Linked DNA regions of Bombyx mori: region 1 is linked to region 2. Evidence: chromatin contacts called from public Hi-C data. All regions are on one chromosome and are shown on one strand. The core of a region is the stretch at or near the end of the contact, and the rest is flanking DNA. Distances in the headings are between cores, read along the strand shown.

What was found. A called contact is a pair of places that touch in the nucleus more often than the background predicts.
Region 1: a contact with region 2 is called in a Hi-C map of whole pupa, with 2.3 times the contacts expected there. The contact joins the promoter of LOC101746508 here to the enhancer-like site in region 2. A contact is called at or near these places in 4 of 7 Hi-C or Micro-C datasets (middle silk gland, posterior silk gland and whole pupa).

The regions. Positions count from the first base shown.
Region 1 is chr11:3,567,347-3,570,976 of ASM3026992v2, reverse strand. It overlaps LOC101746508 (gastrula zinc finger protein xFG20-1), which reads left to right and starts at 1,878. Exons shown (of 1, transcript XM_004922298.1): 1 at 1,878-3,630. The coding sequence starts at 1,878.
Region 2 is chr11:3,521,248-3,525,165 of ASM3026992v2, reverse strand. LOC101746229 (nuclear pore complex protein Nup98-Nup96) reads right to left here. Exons shown (of 49, transcript XM_062671001.1): 3 at 3,394-3,498; 4 at 2,392-2,598; 5 at 1,889-2,035; 6 at 1,021-1,154; 7 at 36-171. Among protein-coding and RNA genes, the nearest start is that of LOC101746229, 6.3 kb to the right of the region's middle. Within about 2 kb of position 1,920, at least 3 of the 8 cell types and tissues checked have open chromatin away from gene starts, as enhancers often do.

The DNA.
Region 1 (3,630 bases), core at 629-3,128, 46 kb before region 2:
CTATCTGTTAAGATAATGCTGCTCAGATAGTACTTATTAACAGAGGCAGTTCTGCCTGTGTTGAAGGTTTGGGACGTAGCGGGGTTAGGAGGCGCTGGCATGGGCACTGTTAATAAACATGCTGCATTTGTACTATGGAGACTAAAAGTAAGGAATGCCATCAGAGTAACTACCGTTTCATTTAGCTGTACTATCATGATGGAGCGTAAAGAATGCTAATAAAACGTTTTAAAACTACTTTGGAACGAAGTTCCTTATGGGACGATGCGGAGGGGTACCCTAACCAGGGGAAACCGTCCGTAACGTAAGATTTTTATTAGTAATACACACAGTGTACGACTTAACTTTGTAATAATGTACAAAAAATAACATATTTTCATTATATATTTTTTATAAATCATTGTGAATAAAATAAAGTTGATAACTTTGTAAAGTAGTTTTTATTTTATTTTTATCAATAAAAAAATCATAATAAAAAATGTATACCCGAATAGTTATTTTCTTTATACCTCGAATAGAACTTAAAATTAATATTTTTATAATAAGGAACTTCGTTCCTATCCGGTGACCCACGTTACCACACATTTTTTTTTTTTTAAATCAGTATCGTTTTTATTCCGTCCCATCATCAAAGGTGTCATGCGTACTATCGTCTGTCTTCGTTTTCGGAAGCTGTCTAACCTAACACCCAGTATTAAAAAGTGTCCGCTGAAAAGGAAAAATTAAGATGGCGCCAGTGTAGCAAGTGGTGAGATTTAAAAAACAGCGCTATAAATTACCACACTTCACTTCAACACGGCACATTTCACTCCGATTAAAACTGCTATATTCATATCATTCTCACTTTCTACGTTAGTGCTATTTCGGTGAGTCTTACAACAATAGCTCGCTGTTTACAGATGGATACTTTTTGGATTTGTCCTTTCAACAAGATGGTGCTCCTTATCTCTGCCCTCCATAATTTTACTAACTATTCAATTTTAACCACGCGCCTACTAGAGGGCGCTGGAGTAATGATTACACACGGGCGCTACACGAGATAAGCCTTTGTCAATTAAATATCTTGTGGTTAATGTGTGATATAGGTCAAGCAAACATGGCTAAAATAAATTGGCTCTAATATTTCCACTCTACTCAATGACTGCTAGGATGTAAAATTTAGATGCTCTAGTACTATATAGTATATTCTGACTATATAGCTCAATCATGCAGCTATTGATTCCTGATTCGATGATAATTTTATCGATAATAATTATTGAATAGATTCACTTATCATCCTAAATTTGAAAACCGTTTTGGCGGTAACAGCAATTATAAAAATTGTGTGAATTATTTTATTTACTAACCTAGTACTTCTTCCAGCTTAAAAGTATAATAACGGTGGTTCACATATTTACCATTCTTTATTGTACACACTGTTTATACAATACAATAACCATTTCGCATCTGTGAAAGTGGAAAAACGAAACAAAAAAGACGTTGAACATAAGCTACGTTCGGATTCTCCCAAAAAGGCAATCGAACTCTCAGTAAATAACCATCATTTCACTGAGATATAATTTCATCCTAATCAATTAGAGTCTCAAACAGATCAACTTCATTCCATTTCATCAATATAATTTTTCACTCTACATTATTTTATGAAACTGAATTATAACAGATTAGACTGTATGGTCTGATACTTTCGCCTTTCTTATTGGAAAATCCTATTATTATCACGGCTTGACAATCAATTTGACAGTGACAGTTAAGGCTGGCTAATCATAAAAAAACAATTTGTGTAATCACTGACTAGTAAAACTTGAAAACACGCCGAAAGGCAATGAGGAACTGCAAATATAAGTATTTTATTATATTAATTTAACCTTTGTACAACCATGGGAGGTGATGCAAATTTCGAGACCGTCTTGAACATCGACAATGATCTACAGTACGATGCTGAAGTCGATGTAATATGTTCAATATGCAACGCGGAGTTTCTCGATCCCGGAGATCTGAAACAACACCTAAAAGTTCACAGCACGGTATCGACCGACACGGAGCGGCGGAAGACGTGCGACTTCTGCGAATGCAAATACGCCGACGTCGAGGAATACGCTTACCACATACGCGACTCGCATCTCGCCGCCTCGAAGTTTTGCCAGCTTTGTTCGCGTGTGTTTATCGATTTCAACAAATACAAACAGCATACGCGAAAGCATTATACCGCCAAATCTGAATACAACGCGTGCTCGCAATGCTCAGCGCTGTACATCAACGAAATGGAATTAGAACGGCACGAGGTGGAAAACCATAAACACGTCGATGAAGGCGTATTCCTGCATAACCTGTACCCGTTCCTATCGTCTGTACTGAACATGAAAATGTCGACGTTCACCAAAGTCAAAGCCGATGACTCGGATTACTCTTGCACCGTATGTGACTACAAAACCAACGATTTGGATCTTTACATACAACATTTACAAGAGAAAAACTGTCGGTCGCTCGCGTGCGATAGCTGTGGCAACGTATACAAGCTACGCAGAGGCCTATTTTCGCATTTGGTCATGAGTTCGTCATGTAATCATGTACAGACTGACAAAACGATACAATGCAAGGAATGCTATCAGTTGATCGGCTCGATGTATTACAAGAACCACATTAGGCAATGTAAACCTGTAAAATGTACTATGTGTAATATTATATTTCATTCCGTCAACGATCTGACTGAACATCAAATTTCTAGGCATCCTCTGTCAATAGAAGTGAAAACCTGCAAGTTTTGTTATAGACAGTGCGTTGGAAAGGTTGCACTCATGAAACACATGACTCGTGTCCACCGTACGGAGCTACATTTGTATAAGTACGAGTGTGTGGATTGCAAAACGGTATTCAAACATCCACAGAAGCTATTCTCGCATTTTTATATGAAACACAAGGACTTAGAGCCTTACACGTGTAAAATATGCAACAAAAAGTTTAAGATACGTAAAAAATTCACAATACACATTAAACTGGACCACAATAGTGTCGGCTTTATTGAGTTCGACAAGAATTACCATGTATATTTTGCCGATAAAAAATCTGAGAACCCCTTCACTCCCACCTGTGTTTTATCAGAAGAAGATAAGAGAATGTGTAACATGTACAGTGAAGTATATAGCCTTCCGAATCAGAAGTCTGATGCATCTGATTACAAATCAATTCTAAATGTACTCTCAGCAACGGAAACAGAGTGCTATATGACAGAATTAGAGAAAAAAATGAAGGAGACCCAACCTAAAAAGCAGAAGCGCAGAAGAAAAACGGGAGGAAGACGAAAGAAAACCGTAGAAAAGGAATACGTAATACAAGATTCAACTGACGAAGATGATATCCCGCTTGTGGAGCTAACAAACAGCAAACCAACGCCAAAAGCATTTCCAGAAAAGCTTTTCTCGAACTATAAAGACAAAAAGGACAACCGTAGGAAAGTAACTTGTACGAAATGCAATAAATACTGTTATACCAAACAAAACTACAAACGTCACATGGCTTTACACAGTAAGAATGAGTTGCAAACATGCATTAAATGCGCTCAAATATTCAACAGTGTTTCAAAGCTTAAAGAACATGTCGAGAAAGAGCATTCCACATCGCAGCTCATCGACA
Region 2 (3,918 bases), core at 671-3,170:
CAAATTAATCTAATTACTTCTCTTGAACAACTAACCAGTGCTGCCGAACAAGGGTTTGTTCTCTGTTGTCTGCTGGAAACCTCCGAACATCCCCGTGGTGGCAGTTGAACCCTTTCGCCCTGCCATGTAATCTTCCAAACGTAGCTCCTCTAAGCTTTTGCCTTCGTATTCCTAAAAAAAAAAAACACAATTGTGTTTTGGCGAATGAGAAAGTCAACTCGCACATCTCAGTTCCGTGTGCAAAACTAAGCCACGCCCCTTTCAACATGTCCTCCACTCGAGGAACAATAGATTAAAACGTGGCCATCTTGTCTCTTCAGCACTTCGACGGGACTTTTTGGCGGGAACGCGAGGAGTGAAGTTGTGTGATTTGTTTTATTTTGTCTATTTAGTGTTTCTTCGGGTTTAAATGTGTAATAATGGTGGTTTATTAACTGTTTAATATCTGTGAAAGTGCACAAATGTGGGAAAATGAAACAAAGCCGCTGGACGTAACTTCTCGGGATCGTCCAAAAAGTCTACTGAAAAAATCTTAGTAAATGACCAGCATTTTATACTGAGATTATATTTCATCCCATATCATCTCAATTCATTTCATTTAATTTCATCCCAGTTGATTAATGTCTCAAATTAGTCGTCTTCATTTCATTTCACTCCATAATATCATTTTTCATAAAAATATGAATAATATAAATTAAAATAAGACATGACTTAAAGGTCTCAGTTACCAGGTCATAAAACCTCTTAAAAAAAAAAGCACTTCGACGAATAAGACGCGCCGGCGCCATTTCGACGGCATTTCGGTTAGTACGCGACTTTTTAATACGCTTTTATTAGCTTCATACGTATGTTAGTATGTAACGGAATCTTTGAACATGATTTTGACCCCCTTCAAAACGTCGGATTAACTCGAAATTTGGCATACCTATTAAGGACCAATGACAATTAAATATTTTAAACAGTTTGATCCGTTATCCTTACTAGGGTAATCAGGATTAGCGATTTTTTGTCAAATAATACCTTCATGAAAGTTATGCAGTGATGTTTGATGTTAATGTTCTGTGATGTGCCATTTTTCATCACCACCTCCGTCCCAACAACTGGGTTGAACTTGACATGGCCGGTCCCTGTGGGTTGCTGCTGACCGAAAGCACCTGCACACACACATATATATACAAAATATTTGTTAAAACCTTATACATGACATACATGATGCATATGACATTTCAATTGTAATAATTTCTACGGGATGATCACAAAGTTACATTAAATGAAAATTAACTTTTCGTATAAAGCAATTAGATTTTAAAATAAAATAAAACATATTAAAGACAGGCATAGAACATTACAATTAAATTGTTGGGTAACAAAAAAATTGAATAATCACTTTTTTAACGGGATAACTGTCTTATAAACTGTTTTTGTTTCTACCTAAGCTGTAGGCCTTGAGAGGCCATTTTAGCGTAACCTTAACAAGTAGGTGGGCTTACAGGTCTCTAGCCTGATGAGTTGCTAACACTAGCCCTAGTAAGAGCAGCGCTTCGCAGAATCTACCACCGGATCGGAAACGCGACCCACTGAGAAGAACCGGCGAGAAACTCAGTGGGCTGTGTCTATGGGTTAATTTACTCGACGAGCTCTTCGTCGCAAGCGACGGGCTCGACGAGTACGGTGACCGGTGCTCGAGGTACCTAAAAGCACCGTTAATGTATCTGGAGGATCCGTAATGACGTGTTTAGGGCTTAGATTCTCTACTATCAGCCCACAGACGTCCATTGCTTAGGACATAGGCCTCCCTCAGGCCTCAGCGCAAAGATTGACTTTTGAATGAAGCTCCTTCAATTCTAAAGGTGCGATATATAAGAACAGCTAAGTCTAGGTCACCGACCAGCGCTGGTGTTCCCCCCGAACAGTCCCCCGCCGGACATGGTGTTGCCCTGGGGCGCGAACAGTCCGGCGCCGGGTCCGGTCGCCGGCGTGCCGAACAGGTTCCCGGTGGTCGCTCCGGTCGTGGTCGAGCCGCTGAAGCCGAAACCTGTACCAAACTCAAATGTTATTGTTCGCTTCTTTGAACTATCCAAGGTTAGTCGTTCTTGTCGCTGCCGGGTTGTCACAGCAAGTGCAGTAAGAATCAACCACCGGATCAAAAACGCGACCGACTGTGAATATCCGACGAGAAACTCAGTATGCTGTGTCTATGGATTAGTTGGTTCGTCGAACTCTTCATCGTTCAAGCACTTTAAACCTCAAAATTTAAGGTTTAAAATATTAAAATCGTAAAACAGCTACTATTCTACAATAATTTTTTTGGGATTTACCAAAAAAACCCAGAATTCTTGATTAAGCCACTTCAATTCTAAAGGTGTGGTATGTAGAACAATCTCAACTGACCTGTCGGTTTGACTCCAAACGAGGGTGTCGCCTGCGTGTTCCCGAACAAACCCCCTCCAGCGGTCGAGGTATTCCCGAATAGTCCACCGGACGTAGCACCTCCGCCGAAGCCGAAACCAGTGGTGCTCGTCCCGAAGGCGGAAGTCGATGTCGAGGGACCGGGATTCCCGAAAAGACCACCACCAGAGGTATTGTTCGCGAAGAGACCTTAAAAAAAAAACACCAAAAATGTAACCGCCAAGAGTTCATTCAACCCCTTTCCATAACCAGACTTGTTTAACACGTTGACTGCTGTGTATGTTATCACTGCCCTACGTGAAGCACTGAAGTAATTACCTCGATTTCTATTACTAAGGTGCCAGAATATCTACTCTGGGAAAGACGAATCCGAAGATACTGTGAAGGAATCTATTTCTAAGACGCCTAAAAGACTAAAAACATACATTACCAAACAAAAGAAGGCATAGTTAAGAAATCCAGAGTGTAACAGTAAATTGACATAATTACTTCAGTGCGCCGCGTAGGGCACCGGTGACCTACATGGCAGTCCATCTGTTAAACACTTCATTCCAACATCTATCACATTCATAATCCATCTATCTCTTTTCGCCCCACTTTCTATCTTGAGCAAATTGTGACTAAAATTAATTCATACATTTTCAACGAGCCAAAGCAAATTTAACTAAAAATAACGATTAATCAATTGTATGTATAAATAAATAAATAAAAGGGACTGCAATCTGTTAACTGTTAACTCAACTTACTCAAATCTTGTACGGTGGGTACCACAGCAAGTCAAGCTCATATTGGATCATGTTGAGGTGGGGGTTTTGGGGAGAGGCGGTGTTAAGTGTTGGGGAGGGGGTGTTGGGGGAGGGGCTTGTTTGGGGTGTTAGCCAGTGCATAATCTGGTTAATAAATTCCATTTCTCGCTGTATTTTAGTCTATATACGCTTAATGTGCTATGTTAATACATCAGGTCTACTCAAAAGCCGAACCTACCTCCACCAGTGGCGGGCTGCGTTGACGTGCTCGCACCAAAAGATCCTGTGGCAGGTTTGAATCCGCCAAAAGGGGACGAAGTTGTCGCGCCAGAATTGAAGGAACCTTTAACAAACAATTTTTATTTTTTGATCAGGCCCGCGTTCCGCTTAAGGACTTAAGTCTGAATAATAATAGCATTACACCCTAAACTACTAAAAAATATTTCTCATTAAGCAAAAAAAACAACAAAATTCAATTGGGAATACAAAAAAAAAACTATTAAGCTACCACTACTTAAAACTGAAGATCGCCAAGAAAGTAACATTAATTAATCATTGTTTTTTCACAACGTCCACTGGTGGACAAGGGTTTCCCCAAGCCTCGCCATAATGACCATTCCTGCACTGTGTGTATCTAGCGAATTCCCGCGACCCTCAACAGATGGTCGGTGCACCTTGTGGGAGGAGGCCCACTCATGGGGAGGGAGAGACCCACTATGACCCCCATCCAGTCTTTATTGAACATAATTTTAACTATTTTTAC